Regions from separate parts of the Ctenopharyngodon idella genome. Here region 1 is linked to region 2. A link is a contact called in public Hi-C data. All regions are on one chromosome and are shown on one strand. The core of a region is the stretch at or near the end of the contact, and the rest is flanking DNA. Distances in the headings are between cores, read along the strand shown.

Region 1 (6,293 bases), core at 453-2,952, 150 kb before region 2:
TGGCTGTTGCGTCGCGACATGCGACACCACAGGATATCGAGTCGGCCGACAGCTCCAGATTTTTAGCATGCTAGATATTTGTCTGCCATCAGTGAGGTGTCGGCGATGCGTCAGCGAGCCTCTTTGATGCGTCGTTGAGTAGTTCACACACAAAGATTGCCCCCGATCACAGCCCGACCTGTCGGGCTTAAATCGGGCTTAAAATGTAATGTAAACTTGGCATAAGTAGCCTTGCTGCTCCAATTTTGATGTCTTCTGATTGTATAATCACAATTATTGAACATCAAAAGCTAAAGTTAAAGCTTAAGTCTCCCCCAGGAGCTCCCAAAGAAGTCTGCAGGTTCAGCCAAGCCCCATAGCATCAAATAAACTAAACTAAAACCAAACCTATTAGAAAAATGAACACTTGAACAAGATCAATGATTTTGGCACACTTGTAAAAACACACATTTTATTCAATTAATCTAACTAAAGTGCACAATAAATATTTTATTTTTGACGCTTTTTTTCACACAAAAGTGTGAAAACTGATGGTCGAATTGAATTTAGAGGAACAATGAGGTACGTCTTTATTTATTTATTTATTTTTATGTCGTCTTACGTTTGAATAACTAAACGAGTGCTATGCCTGACTATTTAAGTGACTATATTCTGATTATAAACTAAGTATTACACTACTGATGCTCAACACACCAGCAAATGACATCTCACCGGAAGTTTTCGAGCTGGCTTGTATTATTGTGGAAGTTCTAAGAACGCTCCGTGCATATAGCCCATTTGCGTACTTATGCACTATTCTACTACGTTTTTAAGTACAAATAGTGCGAGTAGTGTGTTCACACTGAAAATTCCAAAAAGAAAACGTGCAGATATATGAGATATAAAAACCACCATGTACGGCTATGATCAGCTGTTCGGCTGAGCTTTCGATGTTGTAACGGAAAGGCCGAAGCTGATAGGTTGGTTCTTGTCACATGGCCTGCGGTGCGCTTGCGGCATTCTGAAAAGTTGAGAATTTTTCATCTCGATGCGCCTGGAAAACGCACCGCATGGGCGTCGCTTCTATTATGAGCGCGGCTGCTGCGTGCCTACATTTGAAACGAATTTGAGCGCGCAAAAGACGTGATATGTGAACGGCCCCTGAGTCCTGTATCGACAACCTGCCATACAAGTCCTGTATCGTCCTGTATCGACAACCTGCCATACAAGTGGCTTGTGTACATTTCAGAAAACCCCTTGCTCACAAATATTACATGCAAAAAATATTGCATTGCCACGGCGGGCCAGACTAAACACCTATAAGGCCTACGTTGAACGTTCTTCACTAAACCGCATCCATTAGGCTTTTAGTCAAAAAGTGTGCATATTTGGAGAAATATTGTTATACTTACACTTTTCATATTTTCTTTAGGCAGAATCATCATTTCTATTCATTTCCCACTGAATTTCGCGATCTGATGAGCATTAGCGGCTTCCAGCGCTGTCTGTGCTTCTCTTCCGCGATCTGTGTTATGACTCAGAGGAAGATCATTCTCTCCCTGCACATATTCAACTCGTTACGTCTTCATAAACTTAATGCTCTCTGAATTATCGGGAGTACGAATTGCCCACGAACGCCCTCCTATTTAAACAAACGAAAAAAGAAAAAAAGAAAAACCTTGAATTTGAAAAATGCGATTAGCTCAGCGCTTCAGAAGTGGGTATTAAGTGGGCTTAAGTTGCTTTCGATTTCTGTCTGTGTACCAACCCAGAGAAACGTTTATAAACATGAAACATTAAACTACTAAACATACGATAACGACAGTAGGCTATATGATTATGTGATTTTTATGCGATTTGGGATATTTTTTTATAATAATAAACGATACATGAGAAATGCTAAGCAGGTGCTATTAGCTGCTTATAAAATGGTACAAATAGCATCAATAGCATACAGTCATCAGAGCTACATCAGTGCATACAGTCAACTGTACATTACAGGAAAGAATGAATATTATAACATACATAACGTTATTGATTAAGGCTTTAACATTGTTGGAGGTAGCCTAATGTATCCAAGTACTACTTCATATCTTTACAAAATATAATAAATAGGGGCTTTACAGACAAAAATTTGCACTTATGTTTAAAAAATTTAGCTAGTAAAATAAATAGATGAGAACAACATGAAAAAAAAAACCCCATCCTTGTACAACAAAGAAAAGCAGAGGTGTAAAGTACTTGAGTAAAAGTAATTAGTTACTGTACTTAGGTATCTTTTTGGCTACTTTGTTGCAATTTTTACTCTCTACTTGACTACATTTTAGAGCAAGTAAATGTACTTTTTACTCCACTACATTTGTGATGAGTTATGCAATTACAAATTACATTTTTCATGGCAGCTAACTTTTTCTGCAACAGTTTGTTTCTGATATAAAGAAGCAATATCGCCATCTAAGGGCATTGAAGGTACTATAACTTGTGCATTTTGCCTTTACTCACCCAAAACTTGTCAACAAGGATACTTTACATGAATGTGAGTGCATTAGCAGGTAGATGCTGATCGCAGATGTTGACTGCAGCTGGTGATGAGGCTCAAACCAGCACATACAGTAGACTTTCACTATTTAATTTTACTTAACATTTTTTTATCCGCTATATTGACAAGACCGTTTTGAAGGATATTGGTTTACTTATGGCTTTTCTGTGCACTTGAGCTGTAGACGTTTAAAAGGTTGCTGTGTTGACCTTGATTTATTGCAATATTGAGGTGTTCAGATTTATTTTGATCTTAGAAAATAAACTTGATTTCTCATCTTACAAATCAGTTGTTTCTTATTTTCACTGGCATGTCTCTCAGGACTAGTGCATCTCTGAGCCTACATTCAGCATGAGTAAAATACTTAAGTACTGTTAAAATCAGATACTTTAAGACTTTTACTCAAGTCGTATTGGAATTGGTTACTTGTAACTTGTAGTGGAGTCATTTTCGATGTAAGGTATCAGTACTTTTACTCAAGTATGGTTTTCAGGTACTCTTTACACCTCTGAAGAAAATCTGTTTAAGAGAGAAGCACGTATAAATAAAAATAATAATAATAATAAAAAAAATTTAAAAAAAATGGACACATTTCCAAAAAAGATAAGGGACAGACTCATCTACCATTCCAGAAAAGGAACAAAGAGGATCCTTCTCTGGAAACATTTTTTAAAATATATTTATTTTTTTTTATTTTTTTTTTATAAAGATTCACAGGGTAAACTCGATGTAGCAATTTAAAGGATACCTCTTTAACCTTGTTCGTAATTAAATAGGCCTATTTATTAGGTAAAGACCACACTCTTCCAGGGAAAATCAGGAAGATAATTACTCAAGTGAAAACCAATCAGGAAACCAATCAGGAAAAAATACAGATTTATTTTTTATAACAGATATCATGGCTATTCCAGATAAAATAATGGTGGGGACTGAAGTTGTGTTTATAAATTAAGTGCCTTAAATTAAGTGCATTCAACCAATTTATCTTAAATGTATTGTTTAAGGAATATAAGTCAAGAAAATGTAGACCCCCATAATCATAGCTGTTTATAACGACAGACTTTTTCATATAGTGTCTCGTGTTTCAAAGGAAGTAAAAAAGCCTTCTTATCGATCTCAGCGCAGATAGACTTGTCCACATACAAGGACAGAACAGGGTAGGTTACTCTCTAAATACCCTCAACTTTGGCAAGGAGTGCCCTTCCTCCTAAAGGTAAGTCCCTTTGGAGCCAGGAATTTATTTTTTTCTTAGCTTTAGCAACTACTGGATCAAAGTTTAACCTACTTCTGATATTGTCATCTTTGCAAATAGTTATACCCAAGTAACATACATGAGATTTAACAGGGATATCATGAAGGGAAGAGGAAGATCAAGACTTTATGGCAAGCAGCTTACATTTATCTAGATTCAAAGTTAAGCCAGAAGCTTTAGAAAACACTTTAATATGATCAATAGCAACAGGGATCATCTTTTAGAAAGAGAGTGGTGGTGTCGTCACCTAACTGGTTTATGAAAGTATGATTATGAACTATATTGACATTGTATACTAGAAAATGGTGTCTGCTTTGCAAAAGGTGTCCATAAAAGTTTATAAGAGTCAAAAGTTGTCATGTGCCCACCACTAGATGGCGGCCCAGGTCTATGAAATTAGATTCATGGTCTGTTTACCCATCATCGAATAACACCTCGGTATGGCACAAGTTTTTAGCACACTTGGTTTGGGCCTACAGTCCAACAGATGCTGCTAAATGCGATATTCCTATATAGCCTATTTTTATTATGCATTTGAGATTTACTTGCCCCATATCACCGAAATAATAGGCTGAAGGAATTGACTGACAGCTCCCCGCGTGACGTATCTCTTCCTACAGAGCTCTATGTGTTATGACTCACCGCGAATGAGTTTAATAGTCAGACGTGAGCAATAACAGCGCGGGGCGCGTGAATCTACATGCATATCAGTAATGCACGAGTCCTGTGAGTCATATACAGGCATTGAGCCTTCGCACGTGCGATTTTCTGGCCTAGACAAACTTTGAAGGACAAGACTGCTGATAAATGACCCAGAAGGTAGCTAAATTTGAAACAAATAAAGATAAATAAAATTATTTGCAGTGACTGACTTAAGAGGTCATGTGCTCATTGACGCAGAAAAAAATTTGTCTTGTTTGCTCTTTTTCTTTGAAGAGCTCATCTGGGATCAAGTAGACAGTAATTTTCTCAGTCCACAAGAAAGAATCGATACCGGCGCTGGCACTGATCCTGGACCAGTCACCAAAGTCAGCACTGACTCACCCAGCTGTGAGGTAGGCTAGAGGAGGCAGATGTGTGTGGTGATCAGAGGTGAAGATCTGGGCTCCTAAGCAACCACCTGTCTAAATTTTCATTTCTCAGTGGATTTCGGTTAAATGTTCTCAACTAAATTATTCATATTCTGGAGAGCATTTTTATTTGACCAAAAACATGCCTTTGTGAATAAGATCATGAATATTTTTGGTCTGTCTTTGCTCAGACTGTAAATTTTAAATGCATATATCTTGTTTATTTTGTCATAATAAGCTCATAAAAACATGTATAGATAACATTTCACCTCAATACCAAAAATAAAAGAAATATAAAATTACTTGTCAGTAAGGTTATTTTTAATAGAAAAATTTATACTTTTATTCAGCAAGGACACAGTAAATTGATCAAAAGTGACAGTAAAGACATTTATAATTTTTTTATTCATCAAATAATCATGAAAAAATGTAGCAGGGTTTCCACAAAAATAAAAAAAAAGGTTTCTTGATCAGCAAATCAGCATTTTAGAATGATTTCTGAAAGATGTGGCGCTGAAGACTGGAGTAATGTTGCTAAAAATTGCATTTTAAAAATATATATTAAAATAAATAAAAAAAAAAAAACAGTTATAATTCTAATAATATTTCACAATATTACAGTTTATCTAATAAACACAGCCTTGCTGAAATTAATAGACTTACCCAAATGTAATTTTTCCACATTACAGTAATAACAAGTAAAATATATTTTGTGAGATTCACCAATAAACTTTAAAGAGTTCAGTCACATATTCGTTATAGCCTCAAAGCTAACATATATGGACTTAAAAGCCCCAAAACTTTGGAAAAAAAAAAAAAAAAAAAAAATTGTTATTAAGCACAAATAGTTTTTGGTGACAGAAAGTGTACAAATACAGTACAAGGTACAATCTGTGGTGCTGTATCAGACTGCACACTGCTCTTGTAATGGAGGCCTCAGAGGTGAGTAATGGCAGTTCGTGTGTGTGTGTGTGTGTGTGTGTGTGTGTGTTTGTGAGTAATGCTGAAACAAACGGGTCACTTCCTGTTTGCTATGTAATGGGACAGATGGGTGACAATGACAAATCCCATTCTACAGATCCAAACAAACACATTCACACAAAGCTAGCTGCTAAAGGTGTTCCTCTCTCTACTTTCGGTCTAACAACGGTGTGCCGAGACTGGGTGTAGTTTTCAGTCACACTGTTTCTTCACACATTAGCAAGATGTCCCTGATGAACTGGAAAAACAGCAAGAGAAGCGAACGAGGTGTTTTCAGTTTTTTTTTTTTTTTTTTTTTCCAACATGAATGTGCTGACTGCTGTCTCGGTTTGTGACGTCAAAGGACACCTCCATTTATGTGTGAGGCTGGTTCGTGCGTTGAATGCAAAAATCTCACAGATACATTTCCTGTCCATCGTATGTCCATGTGATGAGCCTGACTGTGTTTGGTGAACATGACGTGTCGTGTTTG
Region 2 (6,969 bases), core at 3,092-5,591:
CGTATCTTTATAAAAGTTCACAATGCTGTTGCAGATGGAATATAATGTAGATAACATTGAATAAATATCTTTTTGTCAGATTAGATACTGATTATTAATTATAAATTGCTCCACTTAACTGTCGGACTCACACATCCGCCATGTTTGTAGTTTTTAACACTTTTTATTTGTGTTTTATAGTTCTAATTGAATCCTCGTCTACAGCGCAATTGGTTGTGGGCAATATTAGCCGTTAAAGTGTGCGCGGATCTGCACTCCGGATACTAACCAGAAAAATAGACCATCCGGGTATCTTTGGAATACTTATTTCAACATACTACGATCCTAATTTTGAATACTATTTAGGACAGATAGTATGCGAATTGGGACACAGCAAGAGTTTCCAGATGTACATCAGATTAGCTAAACTACAGGCTAACTTACTACATAGAAGCTGCTGAAGCAATTCAAATCAGTGAGTTGGTGAATTGTTTCTTAGAATGAATCAAGAGTGGACTGAGAGGACCAATCAGCTGAGCATATTAGACTGTTGTTTGCTTGGAAGTAAAGATGCACGCAAACAATATGAAATTCAAACAGCGACGTAGCATTTGGCCATGCTACACTGCTACTTGTTGGAAATAGTACCTTGTTACTGAAAAGGCTACACTTACTTAGTTACTCACCACCAATGGTGACGGCAATGTAAGACTGACTGATCTAAGGAGTCCGGTCCTCAGGGTGGGATATAGTTTCCTCATTATAACCCTTCAGAAACACACACATACAGACAGACAAACACACTTTCCAACACAACATAGTTGAGGCGGCAAGGAGCTGGACATTCCCCGTCATCACAGTCAGACCACAACCAGTTGTCGTGTCTCTCAGACTAGAGTGGTCGGCCAAAGAGCGTCACCTCATACTTCACTTCTCCACCTTGAGGTCTGCCAGCTGTGTTGAGTTTACAAGAACTACAGTGAGAAGGTGACAGCTGAATTTAACACCAGAAGAGCAAGACAGGTGAAACCGAGACAGACAGACAGAGAGAGAGACAGTAAACACTACAGGAAACACCTGCTTTCCTCCCACATTTTGACCTTCTTCTGTTTTAGCTCTCCTTGTTTCACTGGTAAACAAATACGCATTTTGGTAGGATGCACATTTATGGGAGTTTCTTCAGCTACAGGAACTTTTGTGTCATTAAAACAGACCTCAACTTGACTCAACAGTACTCATCAGCACAACATTTGTGCAAAATTATTTTGCACCTTTAAAATATGAAAGTCAGTTTTGTCAAATTATGCAAAAAGTACCACAATATTATTTAAGATGACTAAATTAGGATACATAAAAAGCTAGCTATGAAATTAGCCTTAGCAAGTCAAAGATTTATGTAATTTTATCCACATTGTCAGAGGACAAATTACATAAATTAACGGGTTTGAAAAGTATATCTTTAATAGAGCCAAAAGAGCCCAACTTGTAATAATCCAAATGTAGCATAAACTTACTTCAGTATAACAGTCAGGTGCCATCAGTCAGCCATTTTAGTCAGAGAAACCAAACTGTTGCTCTTCAAGGCTGTAGGACTGCTCTTATTCCTGTAATTTAAAAGTAAACTGTCATTTGTGTAATTTAATAGGGGATTTTTTGTTTGTTTTTCTAGAAGTATCTGTCGCAGTTGGCGGAGGAAAGTCTCTTGAACTTCCACACAGAGTCGCCAAACACTGATTGAAGCTCATGTGAGACTACTGGGACTGCACCGCTGCTGGGACATACTGAATGAGACACATCCATCAAGACAGAGAGACACAACACAAACACAAAGAGGAAGGGAAGGGACACAAGGAGAACCAGAGCAATTGGATCCTCTGTGTACTCTAGTACATAGCAATGTGAATTGTATGAAAGTTTTTCCGAATTAAAAAATGGGTTATTAAATATCATGTTTTAACGGAATAGTTCACTGGAAAAAAATGTAAATGCATATTACTTTTTTTTGTCAGTGAAATACAGTGATTTTTGTTCCTGTACAGTGGAAGTGAATGGAGACTGTGGCTCCAAAATTTAAAAAGAATCATAAAAGTACCATAAAAGTAATCCATGTGCAGTGCTGGATAGTAAGTGATTACATGTAATTTGGATTACGTAATCAGATTCCTAAAATTAAATACTTGTAATTAGATTATATTACATTTTAAAATACTTGACTACAGTTACAGACTAGTTACTTTTTATTGAGTACTTGAGTACTTAATCACAAAATAGCAGTAAATTATTCATAATTCAATGATTATCCTAATCCTCCCAATTTTATCTTTTAACTTTTTCTTTCTAAAAAAGCCTATTGCTTATATATGTTCAGAAAATCTTCCAGTTTTGTGGAATTGCGCACACAAGAGTGGCCATTAGCTATAATTACATGGAAATTGAGAGGTCACACAACATAAACAAGTAAAATATTTTTAGTAAGTGTTTTATTTTGGTTATTTTAAAATATTTTTCTTTTACTTTAACATTTTAAGATCTAATTAATTAGCTTTTTGTCAAATTACGAACCCCCTGCAGTTCCAACACAAACCCCAGTTTGAGAAAGCCTGAAGTATGTTTAATGCACTTCACGTTGTTGATAACAAAGAGTCGAATAAATTTTCTTTCTCTTTGCATTTTCATATCAATATGCTACAAGATTATCATATTCAAAACAATGTGATAAATGAGTTTTGTCAAAAGTAATCAAAAAGTAAAATGTGTAATGTAGATTAGCCTACGTCACTAACTACAATTTTCATCATGTAATTTGTATTCCATAATGGATTACAGTTTGTAAGTAATCTACCCATGAACTGTCCATGTGATATGTGTGCTATATTCCTAGTCTTTTGAAGCCATATGGAGCTTTGAACTAAAACGAGTGAATGAATAAGTTGTGACCACAATATCTTTTTTTCCTCCTACGTCATAAGTGAGGCTCTGTACACTTTTAAAAATAAAGGTTCTTTATTTGCATCTGTTGTTGCATGAAGAATCTTTAACATCCATGGAACCTTCCCATTCCACAAAAGGTTCTTTATAGTGAAAAAGGGGTCTTTAAATTTTTTAAATGTTCTTCACACTAAGAAAAAAAATTAAACTGAAAGGTTCTTTAGGGAACCCAGAATGGTTCTTCTGTGGCATCACTGCAAAAACCCACCTTTTGGAATCTTTATTTTTAAGAGTGTACTTGACAGCCTCAGTTCCCATTCACTTTCATTGTCACTTTCTGCAAAATATCTTCATTTGTGTCCCATGGACAAAAGAACATTATAGAGATTTGAAGTGACATGAGGTTGAGACAATTTTCATTTTTCAGTGAACTGTCTTGCTAAGTACACTGTCCTTATTCATAGGACACAAGGCGGCGTGTGTATCCTCTGTAGGTCAGGAAGTTTTTTTACACTGTGAAAAATACATATCAGAATGTGAAATGCACTGGTAAGTGTAGTGTTTACATCATTTGCATCTGCCTCATTCATACTCTAAAGCTTGCATATGTGTAGATTTTCCTTCAGAAGTGCCTTATTTAAATTTGTATTTAAATTTGAAGAGGTGTAAAATTATCCTCAGGTTAATGTGAATATTCTGTTGTATTGCATTTTCTGTGGTCATTTTTTTTCTTCAGTGTTTCATGTGTTTTTTTCTTCTGTTTCATGCTTAAATATTCACTTTTTTAAAGTGCCTTTTAGGTGGTCAAGTGTAGTGAATGTCTCAAAATGCAAAAAAAAAACAAAAACATTTCATCATTGCTGTACACAGAGCTCAGACTTTAGGGATACTTGAACTGGACCATGCTTATTTATCTAATATCAAATTTATTTGTTTAAAGATAAAAAAAACCTGAGTGTGTGTGTGTTATAATGTGAGTATATTATTGGAATGGTTCTGGAAAACTTTTTGTCCGCTGTTTTATATTCTGTTAATGATAGCATCCCATTTTTCTGAAAGAAAAATCTGTATAATTATTTTGGGTTGCACTGATGCAAATATTGAATAAACATTTTGGAAATAGTGTGGCCTGATATTTATGTGAAACGACGAATACCAAAGCTTCGTGTCCCATGATGGCCCTGAATGACATGTCTTGACCTGTACATTATGAAATAACCCTTGCATCTTATTTTACCTGCGGTCTTTTTTTTTTTCAAATGGGTCAGTTGAATAAATATAACAGAGAGGTAGTGACTTCATCCTCACCCATGCGCAATCTGTTACATAATGACATCACTTCTGTTCCAGCGTCCATCCCCAGGCGGCGGAAAGTCACGATCTTCAACGAACACCTCGTAGAAAATACGAGAAAGACCTGCTTCATCAGATCTCAATTTTCATTGGTCACCTTGTTATCCGCCTCTATTTTTCTGACCAATCAGAGAGCTCGCAGGGCAGCATTACACTATCGAGTTGCTGGGCAGAGAACACAAAATCAACATCAGCGGAGAGTACGTTCGAACTTGGACTACGCGATAAAGCAGGTTAGTAGGATTTGTTCTTCGTCGACTGGCTGTTGTTTGAAAGAAACTTAATTTTGTAATATATAACACTTATGAAGGCTTTACCTTATACGCTGCGTCAAATAAAGGCTAAAACGCGTTTGTTCTCTGCACGCCCCGAGGCTTTGTTTATGTTTATGTTGCGCCCGTGCATTTGCGCGTGCACATAACGCCATGCATTAAATTCGTGTTCTACGTCAAATATAAAACACGTTAATAAATTTTTTTATAAAAACTGAATATTGTTTCGCCAAAACACTTTGTTTTAGAGAGTGTAGATCTCCTGTCTGTATGGTAATGTGGTCCATTCATTGTATCAGGCTTGTGTATGAGCCAAATGGACGCTGCTGATTGGAGCAGCTGTCTGCATGTATTCATTTATGCTTTCGAAAGATTGACGTATTAACTTTAACATATCTGCATCCTAGGTGCAAAGGCACATTTCATACGCTGAAAAACTTAATTCCTTAACCATGGCAACTGACTGTGAGGCATGGCTAAATGCAAACCCTGTTGGTAAGTTCAAGTTTAAATGTTTCTAGGTCAGTGTTTGAGAACTATTTGCCCTCATATTTTGTATTTGATATGATAAGTCTTGGTGAAGTTGTCAAGGTCAGGACTATCACTTGTTTGTACTCTCTCAGTGGAATAAAAAGTCTTTTAATGGGCCCAAACTTTGGCCCCTAGTGTTAATGCTATTTTTATGTATATTTAGTCAAACTATTCACGTTGTCATCCACAGAGGCCGGAAATCTTAGCGATTCCTTCCCCTCCGGGGATGAGGACAGCACCTTCGCTGGAAATGTCAATAATGAGATCAATGGAAACTGGATATTGGCCCCCACCGGCAGCATTCACGAGGCGAGACTCAAGGCCAAGGTGAAGAGACGTCTGAGGAAGAACTCCTCCCGGGACTCAGGCCGGGGCGACTCGCTGAGTGATAACGGTGATGTGGTCCGGTCCACAGTTCCGCCCACCAGCCCTAAGGGCAAACTGCTTAACCGGAGGTCGAGGATGGGCAAGGGACGAGGCCTGCCAAAGAAAGGTATTGGTGGTGTTTTCATTCCTTAAAGCTCGTTCACACCAAGAACCATAACTATATGTGTCTACATAAACAGACGAAAACGTTCTGGACTTCAGATATTTTGATTTAATTATGTGCACTGCAATAAAATATTGGAGTGCACATAAATACGAATACATTGGATTTGGAGTTCTGTAATTCTGAAAGATCTGGAAATCCAGTGCATGTTAAAAACAAATTAAGTGTTAGCCTGGCTCTGTTCCAGCATCCGCTGCTTTATTTTAGCCAATTAGAGGGCTAACAAACATCCGAGTGGTTCTTAATGCGAAGGAACTGACACACTTCAGCAACCAAACTCCACCCGCATTCACACGTACGTTCATAACACACGGTCACTCCCATTCATTCAAATGTTGTTTTACCCGGTGGTGGTCCTTTGTAGAGGGTTCAACGTCCCTGAGTGCAACAGACCTGAATTGATTTGGAAAAGTCTGGCTTGCAGAAAAAACGGCTTACATGCAGTCTGACTGGCTGCGTCAAGTACACTACATGTGTGCTGACTTGTTAACATAATACCAAGCCTGCAAAAAAAACACTTGACTCTCTTTGTGTCTGATAGTGATCATTTAATCGTCTAGATGAGTGTTTTAGCTGAGATTATCGCCCCCTCCTGACCTTTCCACCTCCCCCATCACCCACAAGATGACTTAATGGCACACTTCTCTTTTTGATTCCCTCTGCGATGGCACAGTCGGCCCTGTTTGTGTTACGTAACTGCTGGTTAAGTCAGCCCGCAGGGCAGGGCAGGAAATTCTGTTTGCTTTTTTTGTCCAGAATCCTTCAGATGTAGGCGTTGCAGTGAAAATGTAGTAGGTTTGGAAGTGCCATACATAAGGTTGAATGCCCCACTTCATCCATATAGGCCTGAAAAGTGGATTAGAACATATTGGCAGTCGTCTTTAAAGGCTTTGCAGTCAGGCTGAGCAAAAGCCAGTAGCGTTGTTTTCGCCCTTAAATCAGAAATTGGTGACAAATATTTTCATTGCCAAATAGTAATTTGATCTAGTGGGAGCAAACATAAAATCATTTTAAAGTCGGCATGAAATGAAAATTCACCCAGTATATTTTGAAATGTGATCGATTTATCCATGCATTTTTTTTTTTTTTTTTTTTTGGGACCTTGCAATTCTTAATCAAAATGACATAAGTTGATTTTCGGGTGAAGTGTCAGCCTCAATCATGTCAGTTTACACCCTGCCCCTTTCTGCCTCCATCCAATCACCAACCAATGGATAGAATCAAGTCTCTGTCCTACATTTCTTTTCTTTTTCAATGTTTTACTCAGATGTACATCACAATACTTAAATAGTATGGTTGCAAAAATAATCCTAAATATTAAATACATGCATTCTCTGCAAAAAAAAAAAAAAAAAA

The links. Hi-C and Micro-C count contacts between places; a contact is called where the count stands out from the background.
Region 1: a Hi-C map of muscle shows a contact between it and region 2, with 2.4 times the contacts expected there. The contact joins the promoter of si:dkey-286j15.3 here to the promoter of pdcd4b in region 2. A contact is called at or near these places in 2 of 2 Hi-C or Micro-C datasets (both in muscle).

The regions. Positions count from the first base shown.
Region 1 is chr10:17,200,362-17,206,654 of HZGC01, reverse strand. si:dkey-286j15.3 reads right to left here and starts at 1,702. Exons shown (of 4, transcript XM_051911508.1): 1 at 1,392-1,702.
Region 2 is chr10:17,051,769-17,058,737 of HZGC01, reverse strand. It overlaps pdcd4b (programmed cell death 4b), which reads left to right and starts at 4,341. Exons shown (of 12, transcript XM_051907833.1): 1 at 4,341-4,493; 2 at 4,940-5,027; 3 at 5,254-5,556. The coding sequence starts at 4,985. It overlaps rbm20 (RNA binding motif protein 20), which reads left to right. Exons shown (of 14, transcript XM_051907830.1): 14 at 1,649-4,030. The coding sequence ends at 1,717.